4 separate regions of the Mus musculus genome follow, and all the other regions are linked to region 1. A link is a contact called in public Hi-C and HiChIP or PLAC-seq data. All regions are on one chromosome and are shown on one strand. The core of a region is the stretch at or near the end of the contact, and the rest is flanking DNA. Distances in the headings are between cores, read along the strand shown. Region 1 holds the start of Ap3b1 (adaptor-related protein complex 3, beta 1 subunit). Region 2 overlaps Lhfpl2 (lipoma HMGIC fusion partner-like 2). Region 3 overlaps Lhfpl2 (lipoma HMGIC fusion partner-like 2). Region 4 overlaps Scamp1 (secretory carrier membrane protein 1).

Evidence for each region. A called contact is a pair of places that touch in the nucleus more often than the background predicts. HiChIP or PLAC-seq counts read pairs in DNA pulled down with a chosen protein or histone mark.
Region 2: an H3K4me3 HiChIP or PLAC-seq map of bone marrow-derived macrophages shows a contact between it and region 1, with 3 times the contacts expected there. The contact joins the enhancer-like site here to the promoter of Ap3b1 in region 1. A contact is called at or near these places in 4 of 484 Hi-C or Micro-C datasets (Sertoli cells, bone marrow-derived macrophages, embryonic fibroblasts and 1 more) and 2 of 115 datasets of contacts at active chromatin or transcription factors (acute myeloid leukemia and bone marrow-derived macrophages).
Region 3: a contact with region 1 is called in an H3K4me3 HiChIP or PLAC-seq map of bone marrow-derived macrophages, with 2.1 times the contacts expected there. The contact joins the enhancer-like site here to the promoter of Ap3b1 in region 1. A contact is called at or near these places in 4 of 39 promoter capture datasets (the 3T3-L1 cell line, hippocampal neurons, liver and 1 more), 1 of 484 Hi-C or Micro-C datasets (DN3 thymocytes), 4 of 115 datasets of contacts at active chromatin or transcription factors (bone marrow-derived macrophages, embryonic stem cells and pancreatic cancer cells) and 4 of 9 other capture datasets (adipose tissue, liver, macrophages and 1 more).
Region 4: a contact with region 1 is called in a Hi-C map of the N1E-115 cell line, with 3 times the contacts expected there. The contact joins the enhancer-like site here to the promoter of Ap3b1 in region 1. A contact is called at or near these places in 6 of 39 promoter capture datasets (the 3T3-L1 cell line, HPC-7-derived erythroid cells, hippocampal neurons and 2 more), 9 of 484 Hi-C or Micro-C datasets (the N1E-115 cell line, adipose-derived mesenchymal stem cells, bone marrow-derived macrophages and 5 more), 7 of 115 datasets of contacts at active chromatin or transcription factors (bone marrow-derived dendritic cells, bone marrow-derived macrophages, embryonic stem cells and 1 more) and 2 of 9 other capture datasets (embryonic stem cells and macrophages).

Annotation. Positions count from the first base shown.
Region 1 is chr13:94,357,413-94,360,703 of GRCm38.p6, reverse strand. It overlaps Ap3b1 (adaptor-related protein complex 3, beta 1 subunit), which reads right to left and starts at 1,744. Exons shown (of 27, transcript NM_009680.3): 1 at 1,473-1,744. The coding sequence starts at 1,600. It overlaps Gm9776 (predicted gene 9776), which reads left to right and starts at 1,781. Exons shown (of 1, transcript NR_045619.1): 1 at 1,781-3,291.
Region 2 is chr13:94,148,951-94,152,241 of GRCm38.p6, reverse strand. The region is part of intron 2 of Lhfpl2 (lipoma HMGIC fusion partner-like 2); the gene reads right to left. Among named protein-coding and RNA genes, the nearest start is that of Lhfpl2, 93 kb to the right of the region's middle. Within about 2 kb of position 1,656, at least 18 of the 459 cell types and tissues checked have an H3K27ac peak or open chromatin away from gene starts, as enhancers often do. A contact at or near this core is called in bone marrow-derived macrophages and embryonic fibroblasts, where this site is marked.
Region 3 is chr13:94,189,010-94,192,300 of GRCm38.p6, reverse strand. Lhfpl2 (lipoma HMGIC fusion partner-like 2) reads right to left here. Exons shown (of 4, transcript NM_172589.2): 4 at 1-453. The coding sequence ends at 200. It overlaps LOC115488151 (a long non-coding RNA gene), which reads right to left. Exons shown (of 2, transcript XR_003950582.1): 2 at 2,699-3,291. Among named protein-coding and RNA genes, the nearest start is that of Scamp1, 95 kb to the left of the region's middle. Within about 2 kb of position 1,715, at least 47 of the 459 cell types and tissues checked have an H3K27ac peak or open chromatin away from gene starts, as enhancers often do. A contact at or near this core is called in bone marrow-derived macrophages and pancreatic cancer cells, where this site is marked.
Region 4 is chr13:94,210,323-94,213,613 of GRCm38.p6, reverse strand. Scamp1 (secretory carrier membrane protein 1) reads left to right here. Exons shown (of 9, transcript NM_029153.1): 7 at 2,936-3,037. Among named protein-coding and RNA genes, the nearest start is that of Scamp1, 73 kb to the left of the region's middle. Within about 2 kb of position 1,478, at least 14 of the 459 cell types and tissues checked have an H3K27ac peak or open chromatin away from gene starts, as enhancers often do. A contact at or near this core is called in the N1E-115 cell line, where this site is marked.

The sequences.
Region 1 (3,291 bases), core at 495-2,994:
AAAAGAAAAGGAAAAAACACCTCAGATGCTTACGCGTCAGAAAGGCTGACTAAGTGTACCCCAAGTCACAGGCAAATTCAACAACTGAGACCTTCTACTGAGGGAAATGTGGAGTTACCAAAAACTCCTTGTTGGATCAATCAGTCACACAAATGCACACAAAGACAGAAGACATCTATTATGTTTTACACTTTCATATCCTGAAAATAATGAACACAAAGATAATTAATATGCTTTATACAAGATGTTAATCAATAGAGTCAAATCTTAATCTCAATTTCAGCTACTAGCACCTGGGAGGCAGAGGCAGGAGAATGGCAAGTTCCAGTTTGAGGCCAACCTGAGCTACAGAACAAGATTGTCTCTAACCACCTTCCCCACCAATTATTATTTTAGTTACACCTCTTAATATCCATAAAACTATCAACCAAGTTTCCTTACCTTAAGTGGGTAGAATCTAGTGATAGTCTATTATGTTTTACTATACTGCGTAACAATAAGAGAACAAAAATTTAAAAAGAATGTGTAATGGCATGGTGGTGTGTGCACTGGAGTAGCAGAGGCAGGAGGATTTCTCTGAGTTTCAGGCTAGCCTGCTCTACCTAGTGAGTTCCAGGCCAGCCAAGGTTACACAGTGAGACCCTGTCAGAAAGAAAAGGGAGGGGAACGACAAATAATCTAAGTTGTCATAATTCTGTACATTTATCCACAGCCCATCAACACGCCAAAATGTAAAACCCAAACTAAAACAGAACCCGCTAAGGATGTTTTCAATTCTTGGCGGTATTTGACGCGAACCATAAGTAACTTTTTACAAAAATCAGTATACACGGTTGGTGCTTATTTTTAAAATTCATACTATTTGTAAAGAACTAGAACTGGGTTTGGTTCACAACAACACTCTATTTAAATATTATCTCAGTGCTTCAGTGGGGGCGGGGAAGTACCCTGGTGCAAAGATCATCACATGAAAAACGCCAAAGGTGGTAGAAAAAATAAGTTTGTCATTTATACAAAACCCCCAAACCACCGCTTAGTCCCTACATTATAGGGTCCCAATAAGCAGCAGGCCCACTCCCCACTCCCTTCCCCAAATACCCTCGTCACCTTTAAATAAATGACTTTCTCGAGGTCTGATCCTGTAGACCTCAAATTCACTAGAAGTTCAAAATTCAAACTCCTGTGCGCAGCCCAGATCAACTCAGTCAACGGTTTGGGAAGTGGAACCTCGGCTCACCAACTGGTTTGCTTTTTCCCCCCCACACACACCAAAGTTTGAAGACCACAGGCGCCGCCTTGGGCGTCCCCAGACGTCCCCAACAAGCCCCGCACCCGGCGGGGCCACCCCCACCCACCCACCCACCGACCCACCGCAGCGGGGGCGGCAGGGAGGTTCCCCAGGAACCGAGAGCAGCCCGGGCGGCCGCCTCGCGTCCCGGCAGCGCTCCCGCACCCCGAACCCCGGTCCTCACTTCTTCCAATCGCTGCTGAAGAGGCCGAAGGCGCCCGAGGGAGAGATGGTCGAGGTGGCCTCCTGCCCGAGCTCCGCCGCCTCCCCTCCTCCCGACTGCTCGTTGTAGGCGAAACTGTTGCTAGACATCGCGGGCGGTGCTGGCCAGCAGGCGGGTGCGGGAGAGAGCGTGCGGGGTCCTCTACGGATGGCTGGCGTTCGGAGGACACCGAACCAAACTAGTTCTGGGGCGGAGGGGGCGCGCGCCGGCGCTTCCGGGCTCGTCACTGCTCCGGCTGACCGGGCGGCCCACCCCCTGCGCGTGCGCACTGTGTCCGTGCGGGCCCGCGCCTGCCGCTCCCGGTGCGCTAGATTGTCGCGCTCCGGGTGTTAGGGGCTGCCGGGAAGCTACACTCGGGACCCTTAACAGGAAGCTGGGGTTTTGCACCGGGTCAGCCGGAGAGTCGTGGGCACGTAAAGAACTGGATATGAGGCCCTTGGATGCGTTTTGGTGGAGGAGATCTCAGATCCTCCAGGGTTCGTTGCTTCTCTTCTGCTGTCCACTGATCGCTCCCCGATGGCTCCTGAAACGCGGTGCACAGGTCGGAAGAACTTGGCTTCAGCGGCCACAAGCTCTCAGCCCTCGAGGCTGGCTTCCGCCCCTCTCACAGCCAGAGTGGCCTGACGTTCTAGACGTGAAAGCTCCTCCTTCGGAGGAGGCTTTCAGGATCTGCGCGGAGGCGATCATCCGCCTGCAAGCTTTGCCTAAGTTTTTCCTGGGGCCCGAGGTTCTTACTTGAAGTTCGAGGCTTGCGTCCTGCCCGCAGTCAGCTGCCGCGAGCTAAGCCTGGGCCAGAAGCTGGAGTGCGCTCTCCTCCGAGCGCCGCCTGCTTCCACTCTTGGGCAAGTGGCTTTCCAACAACACCTAAGCAGCAAGATGGGATGGTTTCTGGCTGCAGAACTGCAACCCTTCTGTCCCGGGCAGCTTTCCAAGAGGACCCTCACCAGCCTCCCTGGTGACTACCGTTCCTTCGTTCCTCTTTCCCTACACATGCGGTCCAGAAAGGACTGAATACCTGCAGCCCTGCAGCAAATCACCAAAACCCAAGGGTAGCACCAGGCAAACACCAAGGTCCCACCAAGATTTCTCGACTTGACTGAAAGATTGCGTTGTCTCTCGGAAAACACGCTCCTCCTTAGTGCTAGGAGAGAGAGGAGCAATCAGCCTCCAAACTGACCAAACGTTGGCGGTTAATTAGCTTTTCAATACACCTATCCAGACAGTGTTCGAGCATCGCAAATATGTTTCTTCCCAGTGTTGATGATATTGATAGATTTGTAGAATCTCTCCTACGACTGACTGATCGATGGTGATGATACATAACAAGGTGTTATATGATGCTTAGCTTATACCCCAGACACTATACTAAGTGGTGTGCATGGATAAATTCATTTACTACGGGAAGACACTAGGCTTTGCTTATTTTGTCAAGTAATGACAATGTGAACACATCCTCAGTACAAAATATACCTGAGTATATAATTGTTTTTATTTTGGAATGTAAACGCTTTTACTAGATATTCTAAATTGCTCTCCTACCATTTACGTATGAGAGGGATTTCCTCACATTCTCATAATTTTGTCATAATGTGATATAGATTTTTGTGTTCTAATTAATTTTTATATTCATGTTGATAATGAATATGATTATCTTTCATGTGAGTTTTTTTTTCACATGGACATGTTAATCCAATTTATCTTGAATAGTTCATTTTCTTTTTATTATTATTTTATTAGGTATTTTCTTTTTTTTAAGATTTATTTATTTATTATATGTAAG
Region 2 (3,291 bases), core at 407-2,906, 210 kb after region 1:
TGTCTTTAATGCTTCTCTTCCAATTTTACTAATGGAAACCAAGTCAATGTGTTACCACCAAGTTCATCTCATCTCCTTCCCAAACAGTGACAGGGACAAAACTCAAGGCAGGCCAGTGATTAGAAATGTCCCCTGGCCAGTGACAGGGAACACTAATGCCTGCTACATACAGACAGGTGGGCACATCACTTCATGTCAAGGTACCATCCATCCATCCTGGTGCAACTGGATGGTGTGTCAGCTGATCACGGGGGCTTGCCTCCTGCATCTTCTTCCAGGCCCCTCAGAGCTGTACTCATGAGCAAAGTTGACTGAAGCCCTTTGCCTCCTCAGCACCTTAAGGCCCACATCTCTACCAGAACAAGCACTTAGGTCTAAGTCCAGATAAAGAAGCTAGGCGACATCTTTCCTATTCCTGATACTCTCCTGTACCAGAGGAACGGCTCAAGAGTAGGATCTTCGTGGCAGTGAACACTGCCCTTTGCTGTGAAGCTCTGTTCTATTCCTTACCAGAGTAACTCAAAACATGGGTACCAAGTGCTGCCTGGTGCGCTTCCTGAGAATGCCTGTGACAGACACACATGAGACAAAATCAGAAGCAACAAGCAGCAGGGCTTGCTCTAGGCTGTGGACTCTGGGGTTAAGGGAGACTCTGGGGCACACGGTGTGAGGGAACAAGTGAGCAAACCTGGAGTCCCTGACATCTGTACACAGAAGGAGAGGGGGCCCTCTGTGACCAGGACAATAGGAGTGCTTGAACAGTGCCTCTGGAATCAAGGGCAGAGGCCCTTCTCCAGCAGAATGAAAGCAAGCATTGCCTGTCATTCTCTCTCTCTCTCTCTCACGCAGGCTAAGTAATAAACCAAGGGGCCCAAACCGTAATCTGCAGGATTGTCTCTGAAAAGAGGGGAAGGACTCTGCCAAGCCCTTACTCCTGAAAATGTTTCTTTTCACTCCCAGAGTGCGAGCAGCCTTCTTGGAAGCTTAAGGCCTCGGGTCCATCACTTCTCCCCAGACCTTCTGATTTTAAAACAGGGCTTTGAAAGAAAGAGCAAATGAAAGAGACTGAATCCATGTAGCTATCTGTCCCCTGGCCAGTGGAGATGGGTCAAGAAACGCTCTAGCGGGGAGACACAATGGCCTTCTGGGGAGTCAGGAGAGTGGGGATCATTCTAAGGATGACAGGCTGGGAACTGTGGTCAACCCACTCATGGGATAAAGAACTAGGGTACAGGGACCCATGCACATGGGTCCCTGGCCTAAAATGTATGAGTGGAGACAGATGCCTGACTCAAAGCACTCTGGGATCTATCACAGTCACCAAGGGCTGTCTGTCAAAGGTTGTAGGGGCTAGTTTCCTCAGGCCTGGGCTCAGCAGGAACTCCCTGGCTACCAATGGAAGCCAGAAGCATCCCAGAGAATAACTACAAATGGAGGAGGGAGGGCCAGACTAGAAACCCAGAGACTAGCAGGAGGTCCCCAGTCAGACTGCTCAGGGAGTTCCCCCATGGATGAGGAGGCCATCCATCAGAAAGGGCGTTGTTGGGGCCTAACAGCTCTAACGGCCATGACTCTGTGATTCCATGCTCTGGAACCTCACCCCTCCACAGCGGTGACTCGTCCCACCTCTCGGTGACTGCTGCTGTTTTCCTTTCCTGAGCACCCTTACCATTCAAGGCAAGCTAGCAATGGAAAAGCAGAACTCTAGATGAGGCCCTGTCTTCCCTATATTTCATGTCACTAAAATGGATTCAGATGTTTAGGGCAATCAATGGCCTAAGCGTTAGCCTCCAGATGGCTATCTGAGGCCTAGGGCCTCCTCTGCCCAGGCTGTAGGAGACTTCATGAGCAGTAAATGGTGCCATGAAGTACTTCCACTATCCACAAGGCAGAGCTGGGAACTCTCTCTATTCCTGTCACACAAGGGCAAGAGAAGAGTAGGGTAAGGCCCAAGGACAAACACTGTCAAAATCACAGAGGCCACACAGGTGACAATCTCCTGAGGCATCTATCTCACTGCAAGCTGAGCCAGTCTATGAGACTATTAAGAGTCCCGGAGGGGGGTGGGGGTGGGGGAGGAGAACAGCCCACCGTGTCACGTCCCAGAGCAGCTACCATGCTCTTTCTATGGTTTGGATCTCACAAAAGGAAGTGAGGTTTCACCTGAACTCCAGGGACACAGCCCAGGGTTCAGACACAGGGGAGACATGGTAGGGAACGGCGGCCTGCCAAGATGCCATGGAGGCAGTCCCACACTGATGCGCCACCACATGTCACATTTGGCACGAGCCACTGAGCCTCACCCTTCCACCTACTCATACTCCACACCGCTAACCGTCAGAGAAAAAGACATGGCTGACTCTGAGAAACCCATTTGAACCTCCTTTCCCATCCCACTCCCTCCATCCTGTCTCTTCTTCACAGTGCCTCCCAGAGGGAGCAGGGCACTGTCCCTGGTGGTCAAATGTAGGGGAAGGGGAAGAGGATGACCCTATAATCCCTTTCCCAACTGCAGCCACACAGAACCAGCACAGCCAAGGCTGAGGAGAGGCACCAGACTGAATGGCAAGCCCACGATAGCAACTCCAGTTCTCACCTCCCCATCTCTGCTCACCGGCTTCGAACCATGGCCTCCCTACTCTGCTGACACCTCCCAGGCCCCAGACCTTCCTTTCAAGATTTAGAGGCTGTAGCCTTGCTCCTGTGCCAAGCTAGGGGCTTTAGTTGTGTCTTGAGAACCAACTAGACTTATTGTTATTATTGTGTTGATCGCAAGGCTGCATCTCTGCAGGAGCCCACACTTCAAGGCTAGGTTGTCTGCAAGTTCCTCCACATACCCGATACTACCTGTGCACAAGACAGGTAGCATCCGAGTCTGACATAGCATGATAAATATCTCTGATACAATTAGAATCACAGGCAGGAACCTTCTGGTGTCAGAGTGGTAAAATCAGGCTGGCTACTCACACCCTCAGGGACCTAAGCATTTCTCCCCAGAGGTGCAAGAGTCCTTCCAGGATGTCATAGATCTGCAAAAATGTAGCTGGCTGGGCTTCCTCTATGAGATCATCCAGACAGGGCGTCCACTCAAACTCAAGTTCATCAGAAACCCTTTCAGGCTTTGAAAACAGTCTGGAGACCATAGCTGACGACATGGAGGGCAGAAAGAATCAAAATGTGCACGTGGGTTGGGGGTGGGAGTTGGGGGAAGGGGGAGGGAAGAGGGGCAGAACTCAGTGGGAGAGGGGTGGCACGTCACAGTGGCACTTTGCCAGGACACAGTGGTCAGCA
Region 3 (3,291 bases), core at 466-2,965, 170 kb after region 1:
CTCATTATCTGCACTGCAGCCAGCATGTCCAAGAGCGCTGCTTGGTGGGTGATGCCCCTCACTGGTCCCAGGAAGGCCCGGCCGGGGCTGTGGAAGATAGCTCCAGTAGGTCACGACTGGTTCTTCACTTGGTTCAAATGATGAAGACTGTGTCACTAGGCCATAAAGAAAGGTAACGGTGGCAGGAATGGCTTCCAGATTAAAGGAGGCAGACGAGGTTTTTCCCCTCTTCAATTTCTTCCTGGACTTTGTCACTGGAGGTTGCAATTTCTGCTTGTGCAGAGAAGACAGCACAGATAAAGGTGAGGACCGTGCCCCCGGTGGCAGTATAGAAGGCCCAGCCCAGGGAGCAGTCTCCAGGTTTGTAGGGGGACGCATACCGTCCACAGTCTATGGCTTTCTGGCAGCCCCAGCCTGCGGGGTAGAGGATCAGGCCGAGGATAAGGAACAGACCTGAGGGACAGAAGAGAAAACAGGTGAAGCCTTTGGTGCCTAGGCAACCTGCAGCATCTGCCGGGCCCTTATGGTCGCTGGCTTTGGGCGGGGCCATCCACTCTACAATAGAAAAGTGTTAGTGTCTTGGATAGAAGCCTGACCTGAATAGCCAAGGTCACTTTACCAGGCACACTTTTAAGTATGGAGTCTAGATGAGGGGGAAGAGAGCTTACCTAGTATTTCCAGCCAGTTTGTGTATGGTGGCATGTGACTCCACCAGTGAGTTTGCTCCTGTTTCTTGGTGTTAAGAGGCTTACTAAGGCCAAATATGGCTTTACAAAGGGTCTGAAGAGATGGCTCCGCAGGAAGAGTGCATATTGCTCTTGTACAGCACACGGTTTGGTTCTAGCACCCAACGGTAGCTCACTACCGGTCCAGAGGACCTGACAGCCAGCCTCTTCTGACCTCCATAGGTACCAAGCATGCATACGGTATACATACATGCCAAACCCAATAATAACACATAATAAAGTTTTATTAGAACACATTAGAACAGAGACATGCTTCCTTCTGAACACCTGGCCTGCAAAACACAAATTATGATCTAGCTTTTGACAGAGCTTGCCAATCACTGGTATAAAGTAATTCACTCAGAACCTTGTGGCCTCAGCCTAGTTATAGACAAAAGTCAGGAGCCTTAAGACTAACTCTTAACCTACACCCACGAAAAGCATTGTTTGACCTGCATGCCAAGGGGAGAGGTGTATGTCTACGCCTCTATAGAAACAAACTGCCAGTGTCATGGCACTTTGCTGTCTAAATGGCTTTCAGTGAGCTCCGCCCTGCACACACACCAGCACACACGTACCCCACTCGGCCAGCACTGTTCTGGCCCTCACTGCTGCATGTTCACAAGTCACAGGGTTTCAACAATTTAGAGGTGGTTTCCTGCCTGGTCTAACCTAAGTGAGGACTAGAGAAACAACTTTAGGTAGTGGCCTTACCCTAGGCCTGGCCACTCACCAGTACAAGCAGCTCACGAAGAAGGGGAAAGGAAACCATGATTCCCAGTAGAATGTCAGCTGACAGCCCTGTGCTGTAAGGGAGGGCGGGTTTTAGTCTATGGCCAGACTAAGCTCTAGTGTGGTAGCTAAAGAGATGGCAGCAGCAACAAGGACCAAGGATTGGGGCCTTTGTAAGTGAAAGGCTAACAGGGACAATGCACTGTGTGTGGACAGCTGGGGACAGCAGTCTCATGCAGGGGATGGAGTCAGTTCCAGAGCTCACAAGTGGATGAGTCATTTGTCATTCCAAGCCTTGCCTGAATCAAGACCTGCCTGATTCACCATCATAAAAGTGTACCAATCTTAAACCTAAAGGGTGGGTGTGGTTTGTAAAGTCTGTAAATGGTATTTCTGTAATAAAACAAGACCTACAACTCTTAAGCCAAGCCAAAAGGAAAAAAAAAATAACAGCTGCAAGTGAAATTTAAGGGTCACTAGGAGATTGGAAAATCTAGAAGAGAAAAACAAATAGCTCTCTTATGTCCAGTGAGACTGACCGTCTCCCAACAAAAGGAGCCCATCACTGGGCCACTGTAGGGGTGAACTAACACTATGCTCTTCAAACTATCGCACAAAGCACAGCGGGGACAACCACTACAGTTACAGTTTTAAAAGTCAGGAATGCTAACCCTAACCCTGATACCAAAACCAGATATGAGAACATGCCCGAGAACAAAAGCCACAGACCCACAGTTCTCAACACAGTCATACACCCAAGACATCAACACCACGGCCATCTTGGTTTTAATTCCAGGGCTGCCAGGACAGTTCAACAAATGTAAACTACAACAGAGAAATAAGATGTAGGGACAAAAATCTACACCATCTCAGCCGATATGGAAAAGACCTTTGACAAACTTTAACATCCTTTCATGTTAAACTTCAAAGAACAACGCATCTGGGGCTGGAGAGATGGCTGAGAGGTTAAGAGCACTGACTGTTCTTCTAGAGGTCCCGAGTTCAATTCCCAGCAACCACATGGTGGCTCACAACCATCTGTAATGAGTTCTGATGCCCTCTTGTGGTGTGTCTGAAGGCAGCTACAGTGTACTCATATAAAATAAATAAATCTTAAACAACAACAATAACACATCTCTAAGGGTTTATATGAAAAACCTCTAACGTGCACAGGAAATGGGGGAAAATTACATCCAGAGTTAGGGGCTAGAGATAAAGGTCTACTACAATTTTAGTCAGTATTGTGTTTGAAGTCTTACCGCAATAAGGCAATAGAAAGAAATGGTACAAACAGAAAATGGCTGAGAGGATAGGTGGACCCCAGAGCCCGCATCCCAGGATTGCTCTTGCTCTTGATGTGCCTTCTTGTTTGCCATTGCTGTGTTCCTCATTGTTCTGACAGGGCGTGATTGGGCAAAGAAAGACCCCTTCTGCCTGTAGTCGGTTATGATTGATTCCTGGGTATTAACCCACCCCATTGGGCAAATTTCCTGCAGACCCACTTTCGTGGATTAATGCTGTTTAGATGAATTAATGATTTTATAGACTTCCTGATTTGATTCAGATAATTTTAGGAACTTATTAGAATAACTGATAGAAAGTATAAGGGAGATGGTTTAAGTTGTTTTGCCAAAAAGATATAATAAAGTTAGAATCCAGAATAAAAAGTGTCCCCTCCTCATAGAATGTAAGTAAAGGCTGCTGAGAAGGAGTCCAGTGAGCTTCCGTACGGTACAGGCACACACTGCATGAGGAAGAAAAATAAGCTGGGAACAAATTAATGACCAAAGACAGCATTCGCTCCAGGTCAGGCCCAAGGACGAGGCCACAGGTG
Region 4 (3,291 bases), core at 229-2,728, 150 kb after region 1:
TAAAAACATGTGACAGAAATCCAGTGTCTTTTTAGGTTAGGAGAGTGAGTAAAGTTAGAAGTAGAAGCGCGGTTTCTTCCCACTGCAGAGGAAGTGTACTGCCAACGCCTGGAGCGCATAGCCAGGCGCTGTGTGCAAGGCTGAGAGAGCTTTCTGTCTAAGGTCAGGAAATTCACAACATTTCTGGCCAGTATAATTAGGTAAGAAAGAAAAGCATCCAGGTCTGAAAAGAAGCAAAACTGTATTTATAGATCCATAATCATCTCTGTAGAAAATATAAATGGAGATAAATATTCTACCATGGCCCAGAAGACTCCGTGTTCCTAAGGTGTGAACTTTGTCAGTGACCCTGAAGGTCTGCAGCATAACCCCAGTGAAAATCCCAGCGGGCTGTTGTCCAGAAATATGATACTGTTCTTCCAAAGATGTATGGAAATACCAAAGCCTTGAATATTTAAAGCTAGTCTACAAAAGAACAGTCAAGATGGCATACTGATATGTACTCCCTGGTCTGAAGACCTGCTAGAATGTGCCACTAGTCACAGTGATGTCTTCATGTCAACGACATTGTACCATAAAGAGATTAACAGTCTGAACATGAAAATGAGTCCTTCCATATGTAAAAGCCAATTTAAAAAAAATCAAAGCTATTTACTTTTATTATGTGTGTGCACTGTGTGCCTGTTGTGCTGGCAGAGGCCAGAAGAGGGCATCGGGTCCCTTGGAATAGGAATTGTAGGTGGTTGTGAGTTATGTGACTCTTGGCAACTGACCCTCTACAAGGGCAGCTATTGGGAATCTCTCAGCACACCTTGAGGAAGATTCAAAGCTCAGAAAAGGCTGTCTAAGAACCATTGCTGGAACAGTTGGCTATCCTTGTGTGAACAAAATTCAACCATACCTTACTTTCAGAAATAAGCTGGGTTTTTGTTGTTGTTGTTGTTGTTTTTGTTTTGTTTTTTTTTTTGTAATTTTTATGACAGAATAACATGTCATACCATGTTTTCAGAAAGCCAGTTCAAAGAACACACGCACAGATGCAGAGCTGCAAGACTGATGGGGGAGACTTGGCTTTGCTAAACTGTTGTTTGTTTGTTTTAATCCAGTACCAAAAAGAATGAGTAGGCAAATTGGAATTCATAAAAAGGCAAAACTTTTCCTCTGCAGACACTTTTGGGATGCCTCAAATGCAGACATGCTTCTCACACATATGCACAGATTGCAAAGACAAGCCCAGACGACCGGAGACTTTTGCCAAGCTTGTATCTAAGTAAAGGCTGGTATATCCAGAATATTTTTAAAAAACTTTCAAAAATCAAGAATAAAGAAGAAAATTTAGTTAACACACCAGGAAAAGATTTTAACAGTCTAACAAAGATCTATGGATAAAATGAAAAGTTGCTGAACAACAGTGCTCACTAAGAACATGTTAATCACTGCTAAGTATGGCATCAGCTTTGTCAGCGTCTTGTCACTGTAACAACACACACCAGCTGAAGAGAGAGGTCTGCTTGTGATGTCAGCATTGTGAGTCCATGATGGTGGGCATGAGGGGGCAGATCCAGCATGGCAGCCAGGAGGCAAGAGTGGAGCAGGAACAGGAGAGGCAGGATAAAGCCCCCAGCATGCCCAGTCACCTGCTTCCTCCAGTCCCCACCTCTGCCACCTCTGCCACCTCTGCCACCTCCGCCACCTCCCAGCAGTCCACTCAGATTCTGAATCCAGCCTGGGTTTAGGGCTTAAACTACTCATTAGTCCTGATGTAATTTCCTTAGAAAAGCTTGAGGCCTGCTTTACTGATCTCTCCCAGAAGTCTGCCAGCCCAACCCACTTAACCATCACAATTGGACATGCTAATTAAAATGGCTAGGGTTGCACACATGACCACAGCAAGTGTGAATGAGATGCAGAGGACCTGAAAGACTCACTGCAGTGTGAAATGGAGCGACCTTATAAGTCAGCAGTTTCTTAAACACTTAATGTATGTTTACCACATGCATTTATAGGTGTTTACCCATGATAAAAGGAAACCTGTGTCCTTATGAAGATTCACACATAAATGCTCACAGCAGCGTGATTTGTAATAGCAAAAGCTGGAAACGACATGCTTTCCCACCCCAGTGAATAGCACACAACGAGCCAAACACAGACAGAGTCACTGTTAAATGCTGGAAGCAGGCCAAGAAAGAGCATGGACTGCATACATCCCATTCATACAAACCCTAAAAAACAGCAAGCCCGGATGACAGGAGGCTAGGTCAGAGGAGGGAGGAGGGAGGAGGGAGGAGGGAGGAGGGAGGAGAAGCTTAAGATAAGTTCTCAGTGTCAGTGGGGTAAAGTCCAGATAAATACATGTTGATACTTACAAATTACATGTTTTAAGTAGTTTGTGTTGATTCTATAAAGTAGTTCACTAACAAAGGAAAACTGGGGCCTGAAGAGGTGGCTCAGTGGCTAAGAGCACTGGCTGCTCTTCCACAGAACTCAGGCTTGATTTCCAACACACAACCATTTGTAATTCAAGCCCCAGGGGATCTGATCTTTTCTTCTGGCTTCCAGGGGCACTACACACACATACTTACACACAGGCAAAACAGCCACATACAAAAACTAGAAGAGAACTTTTTTTTAAAAGGAAATCTGAACTTTCTGTTGAGGTGGATTCTGGTGCAGCTGGAAGTTGAGTGGAGTGACCCAGGGATGGTCGTGGTTGTTTGCACAGAGGGTTGCTGAAGTAGGCCTTGGGTCCTCTCTCGTTTGCCTCCTTATGGTTTGGCGCGCACGTGTGTGTGTGTGTGTGTGTGTGTGTGTGTGTGTGTGTGTGTGTGAGAGAGAGAGAGTGTGTGTGTGTGAGAGTGTGTGTGTGTGTGTGAGTGTGTGTGTGTGTGTAGGAAAGTGCTGTGAAGACTGACAGTCTCCCCCTTTTCTTTTAAAGGAGCGACAGTTCCTTCAGGTTCTTTGTGTTCTTCTTCGTCTATATTTGTCAGTTTGCTGTCCATGTGCTCCAGGCTGCAGGATTTCATAACTGGGGAAACTGGTGAGTTATTTACTGTTTTTAAGTTGCAAATTTAGGTTTGTATAACTTGGTGTCCTAGTGAGTTAACAGAAAAGTCGAAAGCAAACACAGAAAAACGAAAGTGCTTTGAAAACTCAACTGAAAACGTTCTGGAACAAAACTTTGAAAAAACCTATTCTCTTCAAAGATTATGCTGCGATGTAAAAATCCAGTGTGTGGGGTGTCCGCTTTAAGTCAAACACGAGCGCATTGGGCATTGAGAGGGGCTGTGTAAA